Linked DNA regions of Sus scrofa: region 2 is linked to region 1. The links are chromatin contacts, called in public Hi-C maps. All regions are on one chromosome and are shown on one strand. The core of a region is the stretch at or near the end of the contact, and the rest is flanking DNA. Distances in the headings are between cores, read along the strand shown. Region 1 holds the start of TPX2 (targeting protein for Xklp2). Region 2 overlaps TPX2 (targeting protein for Xklp2).

What was found. A called contact is a pair of places that touch in the nucleus more often than the background predicts.
Region 2: a contact with region 1 is called in a Hi-C map of skeletal muscle, with 2.4 times the contacts expected there. The contact joins the enhancer-like site here to the promoter of TPX2 in region 1. A contact is called at or near these places in 1 of 5 promoter capture datasets (fetal liver), 11 of 47 Hi-C or Micro-C datasets (embryonic fibroblasts, epiblast stem cells, fetal skeletal muscle and 5 more) and 1 of 2 datasets of contacts at active chromatin or transcription factors (skeletal muscle).

The regions. Positions count from the first base shown.
Region 1 is chr17:35,427,395-35,433,454 of Sscrofa11.1, reverse strand. TPX2 (targeting protein for Xklp2) reads right to left here and starts at 2,184. Exons shown (of 19, transcript XM_021078098.1): 1 at 2,032-2,184; 2 at 1,462-1,599.
Region 2 is chr17:35,484,521-35,490,580 of Sscrofa11.1, reverse strand. It overlaps TPX2 (targeting protein for Xklp2), which reads right to left. Exons shown (of 19, transcript XM_021078098.1): 19 at 5,767-6,060. Among named protein-coding and RNA genes, the nearest start is that of MYLK2, 12 kb to the left of the region's middle. Within about 2 kb of position 2,435, at least 16 of the 83 cell types and tissues checked have an H3K27ac peak or open chromatin away from gene starts, as enhancers often do. A contact at or near this core is called in liver and skeletal muscle, where this site is marked.

The DNA of each region.
Region 1 (6,060 bases), core at 935-3,434:
AAATAAAGCCTTCTTGCCTTTCTAATTCAACAGATATTGAATGAGAGATTTTCATGCACCAAGATGGTTCTAGTTCAGTTCTAACTAAATTCACTTTATCAAGAGTAGTTTGTGTCCTACCTGCTTCCCAAAGCCACTCCTGCCTGTTTTGGGGTGTTTTTTGGGTTGCTTTTTGTTTTTTGTGTGTGTCTTTTCTTAGCTGTGCCTGAGACATGCACAAGATCCTGGACCAGGGATTGAACCTGAGCCACAGCAGTGACAATGCTGGTTAAGACTGAGCTAACGGGGAACGCTCACCCTTGTCCCTTTTAAGACTCCTTGATCTCCCTCACCTCTAAATTGCCAGGGCACTTACAGTACAAAACAACAGAGCACTCAGATGCTGTTTTGTGCTAATTGTCACTTGTCAATTTGATTCAGACTTTTGTCCTGAAGCATAGCAGAAACCTCATATCTGTATATGCACAGCATCTAGTACCAATCTGAGCACAGAGTACAACCCTCAAAGGTCAATTAATTACCTGAGTGAGCTGGGAACCACAATAATTTTGAAACCAAGAGTGACAACTTAATGCTGAACAGACACACTCACAGTATGACTCCAAAACAACCAAGTTTGATTTAGGGATAGCAGGACAGGGGGTGTGATATACTGAGATCACAACATAAAAATATCCTTAGTAACACAGAAAATAGTTCAAATGTTGACATCTGATGAGTGAGACAAATTCAAAGACAGGCCATAGGATGGCAAGATAAGGTAAGGCTGAACCAGGGAGAAATCCAAGCAATGATCTTAAAGCAAAATCAGAGAGTTCCTGTTATGGCCCAGGAGTAACAAACCCAAGTAGTATCCATGAGGGTATGGGTTTGATTCCTGGCCTTGCTCAGTGAGTAAGGATACAGCATTGCCATGAACTGCGGCATAGGCCAGGAGCTTACAGCTCCTATTTGACCCCCTAGCCTGGGAACTTCCATATGCCCCTCGTTTGGCCCTAAAAAGACAAAATAATAATAAGTTTAAAAAATAAATAAATAAATAAAGCGAAATCAGTAGAGCACTCAGATGCTGTCTTGTCCCAAGCAGGACTGATTGGCAGGAAATGCTTGGTACTTGAATATTAGAAAGTCGTGAGAAAAGAAACCATGTATCTAGAAACCAGGGAAGGGTTCCAACTGTGGCACATATGCTGCCGGGGGCGAACAAAAGGAAAAAAAGAGAACAGGAGAAAAAAAACAATCCCACAATATTATAGCCTGGTTCACTTTTCCTTCCCTCTTCAATCTCTACATGTTTTAGGATAGGAAATTAGAAAGGCAATAGTAACTAGTGGTTCCACACAAAGAGGAAGGGCTGGGCAGACAGGGATAAAACAATGAATTTTAAATCCCCCAACAGAAAGACAACTCCAAGTGGAATTAAACTTGCCCTCAATTATGTTCTCACACCACCTCATTTACCTTTCCAACTTACACAGTTGTTCTGAAATGCAGTTGTCTGTGGCTGTTTTCCTCCGCTAAATGCCTTCTTGAGGGCGGGGCTACAGTTTATCACCCTTTTCTCAAAATGTTTCTAGATTACAGGCCTCAGTTTACTCCCTATAAAAGAAGGATAAGAATAGCACTAACTTCACCGGCTTTGGGTGAAAATTAAATGAGAAAACAGTGCTTAGTCCAATAAACGCCTGTTTCATGTGTGCTGGGTAATATAATTGTCGTTACCGTTATCCTTAGCCCATAGTCTCCCCCAACTCCTCCTTCCACCTATTTCCCAAGCCGGCCTCTGCCTCTACCTGAAGACACAGCTCGCTAGACCCGATCCGGACGGACTTCACGGGGAAATCCTATTACCAAGAGAAGGGTGGCCGGAAGCCCGGCTCCCGCTACGCAGGACAGAACGGCGCCCCTGCAGCACACTTTCCCAGAAGCCAGGCCCTCAAGGCAGCGCTGGGAGGCGACCTCCAGAAGCTCGAAATCAGGGAGAAGCCTGCCCTGAGCCCTGGGTGCTCCCCTTTTCTCCCCACGGCTCACCTCACCTCGGCGCTGACAACCGACCGCCCAGAAAACCCGCCGCGGGATTCATTCAGTACCGTTGAAAATTTGAACCCAGACTCTCCAGTCAAACGCACCAATCAGAGAGCCAGGATCCGGCTAGCCCAGCCTCCCGATTGGCCCGAGAGATCTCAGCGGCGCCGGAAGTCAGCCTGAGGGACGAGCAAACAACCGGCCCCAGAGGCTTCTGGGAAATGTAGTACAAGAGCCTGAGTCGGTAGGGATAATTCCAAAGAAGAAATTACTACAAAGCCCAGAATGCTTCGCTCCAAACTCTTTGGGAAAGATGGTACTACCAACTGAAGAGGTGGAGGTCGAATTTAGGTAACAGAACGGCGTGCGTCCTGGACCTCCCCAAAACATTCACGGAAGAGAATTTCTCATTTTTTTTTATTATTCTCCCTGTAGTTATGCATAGTGCTTTGAATATTCACGAGAATTCACTTCGTTTTAACATCGAGTCCTCTGCATGCAATATAGACTCGCCCCCGGAGTCTCTGCCAAGTGTGGAGTCTCTCGAACTCTTTATCCAGTCCACGCCCTGATATTACTGGCTAAAGCGGTGATTTGGCGGTGCTTGGTCCTCCCCTTTTAATTCCATCTACATCCTTAGCTTTTTTACTGTCGTATTGTAGAAGAGAAAACAAAGGCCCAGAGAAGTTGAATAAACATCAAAAGTCATATTTTTTAAGTGGAGGAGATGGGATTTGAATTAAGAATGTCTGGTCCTATACATCATCAGTAGTCAATTAGAGGATAATAGCAAGGACAGAACAAGAAGATGAACGTTCGTAATAACAAAAGCAGTTTCCTCTGTAGTGCAGTGGGATCATTGGTCTCTTGAGAGCGCTGGGACTGATATTGGATCCCCGGTTGGGCACAGTGGGTTCAGGGTCAGGAATTGTGATTTTGCCGCAAGTGCTGCTTTGGCTAGGATCTTATTCCTGGCCAGGCAACTCCATTTGCCGCGTGGGAGGCCAAAATAAACACATATAACAAGAAAGGCTACAAAGTTTTGAAAAATATACCTAAGATCTTCACAGTAGATTTTTCTAAAGGGAAAACTTCGTTGAGTAACTATAAAAATAATTAAATAAGGGTATATACCTTATTAATAGATGGGGATATATATAATACTGTAAATTTTCCATGTTAAAAGTTCAAGGCACAAAGTTTCTTGGTGGCCTAGTGGTTAAGGATTCCACGTTCTCATTGCTGTGTCTGGGGTGGATCCCTGGCCTGGGAATTTCCTCATGCCCTGGGCACACCCCCCGACCCCCAAAAAAGTTCAAGGCAATTCCAATGAAAATCCTGATAGGTTTTGTCATGGAATTTGCCAAGTTGATTCTAAAATTCATGTGGAAGAGAAAGAGCATCTGAATTTTGAAAACATAATAGAAATTGCCATACCAGATCTCATAAATATTAATATATGAGATTATAGTAATTTTTAAAGTATTGCTGTTCCCACAGTGGCACAGCAGGTTAAAGATCCTGCTTGTCTCTGGGGTGTGGGGACTCCATTACAAGCCCCCCAGCCCAGCCCAGTGGGTTAAGGATCCAGCATTGCTGCAGCTATGGCAAATCATAGCTGAGGTTTGGGTTCAATCCCTGGCCTGGGAACTTCCATGTGCCATTGGTGCTGGAAAAAAAAAAAAAAAAAGTCTTATTAATTGACTCCACGGGGATTCAATCAGCAAAATCCAGATGGGAAAATTTGACAGGAAAAAAAGATCTAGTTTCTTCAAGACATAAACATCAGGAGTTCCCTGCTGGCTCAGCCATATATCCCAAGTTATCACTGCTGAGGTGCTGGTTACTGCTGTGGTGAGAGTTTGATCCCTGGCCCTGGAACTTCCAAATGACACAGGTGGGACCAAAAAAAATAGAAACAGAAAAAGAAAGAAAGGGAAGGAGGGAGTTCCAAGGAAAACAAAAAATTTTAAAACCCCTGCAAGAGTGGGGGGGGTGCTTTTATTTTTTAACACTCCTTATTTTTTAGAGACACATATAGAAATGATGAGGATGAAGTGTGTCTGGAATGTGCTTCAAAATTATCTGGAGTATGCTGGAAGGAAAGTAGATGGGAGTATAGATGAGACAAGATTAGCCACAAATTAATAATTATTAAAACTGAGTGACAGCAAGTTCCTGTTGTGGCTCAGTGGGTTGCAAATATGACATAGTATCCATGAGGATCCAGGTTCAATCTGTGGCCTTGCTCAATGGGTTAAGGATCCAGCATTGCTGTGGGCTGTGGTGTAGGTCACAACTTGGCTCAGGTCCTGCATTGCTGAGACTATGGCATAGGCTGGCAGCTGCAGGTCGGATTCCACCCCTAACCTGGGAACTTCCATATGCTATAGGTGCAACTATAAAAAAAGCAAAAACAAAAACAACAACAACAAAACACACAAGCAACAGGTTCATGATACATATAGACATACACATACATATATTTGTTTGAAATTTTCCACAGTTCTTTTTTAGGCAGGGTATTGCCATAGAAAAAAATTTAACAAAAAAAAAATCAGTAGAAGAATTTAAGCATCCAGAAATAGACCCATGTATATCAGAATTTAGTAAATGTTGAGTAGAATTTCAAATCATATGGAGACAAACAGATAATGGAGTTGGGATATTTTTTTCATTTGGGCAAAATATTATGTTAAATTTTTATTCAATACCATTTACAAAAACAAATTTCAGATGAATTAAAACCCTAAAGATAATTTAAAAATTAAGTTTTAAAGTTTTTAAAAAAATATATTTACGACATTGGGTTGGAAATTTTTAAGACAGACACAAGGGAAAAACTAAGTCATAAAGGAAAAGACTGATCAGACCAAATTTTAAGATTCTGTTTGACAAATGAAAAACAAACAACAATAGGGAGTTCCCGTCGTGGCGCAGTGGTTAGCGAATCCGACTAGGAACCATGAGGTTGCGGGTTCGGTCCCTGCCCTTGCTCAGTGGGTTAACAATCAAGCGTTGCCGTGAGCTGTGGTGTAGGTTGCAGAAGCGGCTCGAGTCCCGCGTTGCTGTGGCTGTGGTGTAGGCCGGTGGCTACAGCTCCGATTCGACCCCTAGCCTGGGGAGCCTCCATATGCCGCGGGAGTGGCCCAAAGAAATAGCAAAAAGACAAAAAAAAAAAAAAAAAAAAAAAAAGCATGTGCTCCCTACAACCTAGGACTTTTGTTTCTAAGTTTAGTTCCAAGAGACACACTTAGCATCTTTCCCACAGAGATACAGAGGCACAGTCACTGCATTTACTGAGCGCCTACTATGTGCCAGTTGCTATGCAAAGTGGGGATTCAGCAGTGAAAAGACAGACAAAATTTCTGTCCTCAGGGAGCAGACATTCTAGTGGACACTAAACAAGGTAAATAGATAAATTAATTATATATTTGGAGGTGATAAATGCAAAGCCATTTGCTCACCAGGCCCCTAAAGGTGGATGGCAAGAAGAGGAGGAAGGGACAGCTGGACAGAGAAGAAGAGAGGACAGTTTCTGCCTAGGCTGCCCATTTTCAGCAGACACATCACCCAACCTCCAGGTCCCTGCAGGGCCATTGATAGCAGTGGAGGTAAAGCTTGCTTGCTTGATATGAGGTGGGAAGGGGTGTCAAAGCTGTGCTCTGTCCAGGCCTGCTAGGCAGAAAGTGCTCAGTGAGTGAGTGAATGAGGCAATGCCAGGAGGTCGGGATGCGTGCAGGAACTTCCCAAGAAGGGAGTACCCATCGTGGCTCAGAGGAAACGAATCTAGCATCCATGAGGACGCAGGTTCGATCCCTGGCCTCTCTCAGTGGGTTAAGGATCTGGTGATGCCATGAGCTGTGGTATAGGTCACAGATGTGGCTGGGATCTGGTGTTGCTGTGGCTGTGGTGTAGGCCTGCGGCTACAGCTCTGATTCAACCCCAACCCCTAGCCTGGGAATCTCCTTATGCCATAGGTATGGCCCTGAAAAAACAAAAAACAAAGAAAACTTCCCAAGAACTTCCACATTA
Region 2 (6,060 bases), core at 1,186-3,685, 57 kb before region 1:
TCCCAGAGTGCTCTGGGGCCATGTTAAAGCTAGGAGCAAATTCTCATCCATGGAACTGGAGGAATGGTCCTTTCCAGAAACATTGTTTTAATTTCTACCAGGAAGACACTGAGACCCAGAAAATGTGACATGTGCAAGGACATAAAACCAGAAGCCACTCTCCCAATCTAGGGTTCAAGCCACTAATTTTTGTGCACCTTCAGAACAAAAAGAGTCTAAGTCCCTTTGACCATAAACATCACAAAAACTGAGTTGCAGCGGAGAGAAACAGAAGAGCAGTAAGACGAGGGGAGACGTCCTTAAACTGCCTCTAGCAGCTGAAGAACCCGCTATTAGCAACCTCACATCGTGGAAAAGCCAAGGATGGGAGGGACTTCCTTGCTGGAGTCTGTCAGAATTCATTGAGCATTCTGTACAGTCTTTAACTGGTTCCAAGGTCAAGAGAAACATCAGAAAATATGTGTGTGTGTCAGAGGACATTATTCAGGGATTAGTCCCCTGGAGTGATGTGGGCTAGATTTCCTCTTCCAGAACAACCCTTGGAAAGTCCTCAAGAGCTAGCACTCTGGTCTCCAGCATAACTTCATTTAAGTTGAAATAGAAATCTAGCCTGCTAGGGGTGCCCTCTTGCAGTGACGGAGCAGCTGACTATAGAAAAATATAAATGTCAAACTAGGACGAATGTGGTTAGGACGAATGTGGTTAGAACAAATTGTCGGGGGAAAAAAGCTGAAAACATTCCAGCTGAAAGAGCCTTATTTATTTTTCTCATTCAGTCACCTCTTTGACGATATGGAAACTGAGGTCCAGAAAAAGGGAGTGCCTTGTTAAAGGTCAGCCGGTGTGCCAGTGCCAGGAGGTGGATTATATTCCCTGCCTCTACTCTTCCCAAGACACACCGCAGCCCAGCTAGAGTTAAGAAAGACAAAGGGCGTTTCCTTTCAAATCTGATCTCCAGGCTCTGAGACAGCCACCCCCCGTGTACGTCTGTCTTAAGATGTAGAATTCCAAGACTTTAAAACGACATACCTAGAATTCTCTCCAGAAAGGCTTTGCTAAATGCCGGTGAACTCTTCTGCTGGGCACCAGTGCCAGTTACACTGACATCAGGTCGGCCAAAGAGAGCTTTCCAGTGTGCAAGTGTGTATGCCAGAATGTCGTCATTGACTATGCTTTTGGGAGGGACTTACATTTTAATAATTTAATTGAATTACAAAGATTGACTAAGTGGTTTGAAACAGCCATTTAAAGTTTAGAGACAGACATAATACATTAGGGGGACAAAGAAATCTGTCCTATAAATAGCCTAGAAAAATCTTTTGCGAAACAAACCTTTTCAATGGGGAGAAGCAAACTCAGAACACAGGAACAATATGCTGCTGTTAGAATTGGTATTTTCAGAGTATGCAACAATACGGGAAAAATATTTGCATTAATACTATGCAAAATGAAAAAAAGGAATACTTTGTATGTCAGAAAAACTCTACACTGTAGAAAAACACACTAAAGTTTTAGGGAGTATGTCAGCGTAAGGCCACTGACTTTTCATCGCTCCTCGCCACTAAGCGTAACAATGCTGCCCCAAACTGCTTTTCCTATTGTATTTTACAACTACTCATTGTTTAGTATTTGACCCACTGAAAACTACATCTCCCACCCTTGCTCCTGAAAGGAGTCCTGAGAATATCACTGGTACCAAAATAAGGTAGGCAACAATTTTTAGCCCATTCATACACCTGCCTGTGAGGTTCTGGGATACCAGTCTCAAACGACATGGGTTTAGGCAGATCAGACAGGCCAAGTTTTTATTTCCTTTCTGTGTCATAAAATTTTAAGAAAAGAAGAGAAGGCAATTGATGCTTTAGGGCTAGGCAGTCTGGTGAAATAATTCTTGACAAAACCTAGTATTTTCCTAAGCCCCTGCAACAATAGTTTCTCGGAGTAAAATGTCAGCATTTGTCAAGCCCTTTCAGGAAGCTGCTGATAACCTTCAGTGCTTAAGAGTCATGCTTTGACGTGAGCCCAGCCTCTTATTCTCTTGCAAGAAAGAGAAGTGCAAATACGATGAGGTATTTCTGGTTTTGACATCCGTAACCTTTGCTACAGAAAGTAGAGTGGGTATGCAGGAATACAAAAAACAAGGAAAAAGTGTTTGTCCCCAGGCTTCTTTTTTATAGCAACTACACTGGCTTTAGCTGGATAACAAATTGTCCTGGAATTCTTGGCATTGGAGCAAACATGTCAGCTCCGTGGTTACGCCTTCGTCACTGCTCAAAGTACTGCACACTTTAACCTTCCTGCTCTTTCCATAGGCCTGGGTTTGTCCCATACCCAGGAAACTTTATATGTTGTCTAAACTGAGCATCCCAGCAGGCTGCAAGGCAGATGGCAGCTCAGGATTCAGAATGTTGACCGACTCCTACCTGGATCCACACCACCAAGCTATAACTCAGCCTGGCTGTGCAGAAATAGGAGCCCGGCCACGTGGCTGACAGCTTTTTTAACTGCTACTCTCAGCAATGAGGAACTTCTCCAGCAGTCAAGATTCAGAAAGGAACTGAAAAGGAAGCATGTCAAGAGCTACCGAAGGGGATATACAGGTCCGACCGGATACTCAAGCCAATAAGCCCCCAAGGCTCAGCTAAGCCAGGGGGAGCTAAAAGACTGGGTATTGCCAAGCTGCCCTCAAGCCCTTGGGACCTCAGGTCATTAGCCCAGGACATCACACAGAGGAACTGGACATCACTACTGGACATCTGCCTTCAGGTCACTAGATTCTCATAAGAAGCTTCATACTTCAGCCAGGCAGAAAGCTAGTACACACCTGAGGTAGCACCTGAACCACATCATTCAATGCAGAACATATGAAAGAGCAAGGAACAGAGTATAAATTATGACATTATTTATGGAAAAACAAAAGGGAGCAGGTGAAGTCATCTCTGCAAGGGAACATACTTGGCAGCACTATCTGGGGTGGGAACTGAACTTGTAGCTTTTGAATTTTGAATGAAGTGCGACACTTACAGAACAAATTAACATTAAAGGAAATGCATAATACTACAATCTCATTGCTATAAAAAAAAGGAAAACGCTGGAGTTCCCATCGTGGCGCAGTGGTTAACAAATCCAACTGGGAACCACGAGGTTGCTGGTTCGATCCCTGGCCTTGCTCAGTGGGCCGAGGATCCGGCATTGCCGTGAACTGTGGTGTAGGTTGCAGAAACGGAGTTCCCTGGTAGCTTAGTGTTGTTGCTGCTGTGGCATAGGTTCAATCCCTGGCCTAGGAACTTCTGCATGCTGCAAGCATGTCCCCCGCCCCAAAGGAACTGCAATCTCACCTCCAAGAATCTCTAAACTCCTGAAGCGTTTTATCTGTCTGTCTCACATTACTCAATTACATCGTATCTCGTGTTACAATTGTGTAAGTCTAGACTTACCTCTATTCAATGCTGGAGCAACTGCCACTGCAGCCTGTCTACTACTCAAGCTCTACTTTCTAAGGACAAAATTCTATGGAAAAGAACTGGTAAGGAATAAAACAGCAGTCAAGATGGCAACAAAGCAATTACATAAGAACAAAATGATCAAAGTAAAAGTGAACGATGACCTTGTATTAATTAATCAGCACAAGACTATTAGTAATGGGAAACTATAACAAGTTAAAACACCAAGGCGTTCCCGTTGTGGCGCAGCAGAAACGAATCCGACTAGGAACCATGAGGTTGCAGGTTCGATCCCTGGCCTCGATCAGTGGGTTGAGGACCTGGTGTTGCTGTGAGCTGTGGTGTAGGTCGCAGACGCGGCTCGGATCTGGTGTTGCTGTGGCTCTGGCGTAGGCTGGCGGCTACAGCTCCAATTTGACCCCTAGCCTGGGAACCTCCATATGTCGTGGGTGTGGCTCTAAAAAGCAAAAAAACAAAAACAAAAACAACCCAACACTAAAAACACAGTCCTTCTCAGGTATTGCAGAAATTCCAACAATCTGCATGTCTGCAGGTGCTAGGAGCTCTGCAACTTGCCAAACAAAGTGTGGCAGCCCGATTTCTCAGAACTCAGTAAATTCCTATTGGAGGGCATGTTCTTTGTTTAGGAAAATTCTGGGGTAGCCTCTGACAATTGAAAGAGAAGCTCCCTCCTGGACAAGGCCTGAAGGGATAAAGAACTTGAATTTCTCTGCAAAAGAAAAGCAAAGATTGAGTTTCAGGAGAAATGGGAGGCTGTACTAGAAAAATGAAGGTCATGTGAAGTGGTGTAGAAAGAAAGAACTGACTAGACAGGTTGTACTGAGAGGTAGACAGCCACTGGGAAACTGAGAGACATTCTGGGAAGTAAGAGACAATGGATGTCTGCATCTCCATTTTAAAAGCTATTTGGTCTAAAGTAACACACTCTCTCTTGCCTCTCAGAGACCACCACGCGTTACCACCCTGACGTGGGTGTGTCTTTAGGCAGTAATCCAGAATGGAGCAAATGGAGTGGACGGACTCCATAGGTCCATAATTCTCAGTACCACTCTTCTAAAAGCCCCAACTTGAGGGCCAGATTTATTCTTCTGCTTGAAACCACCAAAACTAAAAATGGACAAACTATATGAAAAAATGGTCCCAGGTGGTAATATATGAGTAAGAGTCAATTAGTTAGAGAACTGCTGATACATGGGCGGGAGAAAAGGACAGACACAGAGAGGGGATCAAGAGATGGAGAAGTAGAAAAACCAAAGCAAGAGGTAACCAGGAAAAAAGTAGGAAATTATCATCCTTACCTGATGAGGTCAAATGGTCAAGGAAAGATTTATGAAAAAGATGATACCAAAGCTTATTTTTTTTGTTTTTGGCCACACCTGCGGCATGTGAATGTTCCTAGGACGGGGACTGAACCTGCACCATGGCAGCAACCCAAACCACTGCAGTGACAGTGCTGGATCCTTAACCTGTTTCGTCACAAGAGAACTCCCAGAGCTGAGTCTTATATGGAAGAGTTTACCAGATGAGAAAAAAACACACTTTGAAGGCATAACAGACCTCCAGAGTGGTTCCTAGGAGGGAGTTAACAACATAGGGAAGGATATTCTGACATAAGACCCAAAAAAAAAGTCACAAAGCACTTTCCTTTAAGGATAGAGGCTATGCTTTTAAAAGTCCCTAGCTCCGGAGTTCCCGTCGTGGCGCAGTGGTTGGCGAATCTGACTAGGAACCATGAGGTTGCGGGTTCGGTCCCTGCCCTTACTCAGTGGGTTAACGATCCGGCGTTGCCGTGAGCTGTGGTATAGGTTGCAGACGCGGCTCGGATCCCGCATTGCTGTGGCTCAGGTGTAGGCCGGTGGCTACAGCTCCGATTCGACCCCTAGCCTGGGAACCTCCATGTGCCGCGGGAGCGGCCCAAAGAAATAGCAAAAAGACAAAAAAAAAAAAAAAAAAAGCCCCTAGCTCCTTTCAAAGTACTCACTTCCCCAATAAGATGTGACCTCCAGAGGGGCTTGACAGATTTAAAACATCAAATAACAAAATCAGGGAGGGAAGACAAACCTATTTATTCCAGTCCAGGTCACTGGAGGACTTCAAAGTGCACTGCTCAGCATTCCCTGTTATCATCAGCACCAATAAGAGAAGAACAAGCCTGCACAGCGGCTCTGCCTGAAGCCACCGATGGCCGCCGTGAGGTTCCTCCAGTAAGTCTGCCTCATCTGGCAGTTTACGAGGATTCCTCCCTCATAAAGAAGGGCTCTTTAGCTCTAAAATCATCTTGCACAGACAAGAGGAAAGAATCTGACATACTACTGATGGCTCTTCATTTAATCCATGACTTAATAAATCCTATCTCAGTATTTAACTATCTTTATTTTCTGATTAAAATAGGAAAGGGGGGAGGGGCAAGGGCAATAGAAATTACACTGTACTAATGCAAGGGCTTTAAATTCTAGTCAGAGTTAAGACCCATATTAAAGGGCAACTGACGGTTGAAAGGAAATGACTACACGGAGTCCGGCTGAGACATACATAAGGTGAGTCTCACTATTAGCCACAATAACACAGGAAAAACAAGTTTCAATGAAACTGGAGT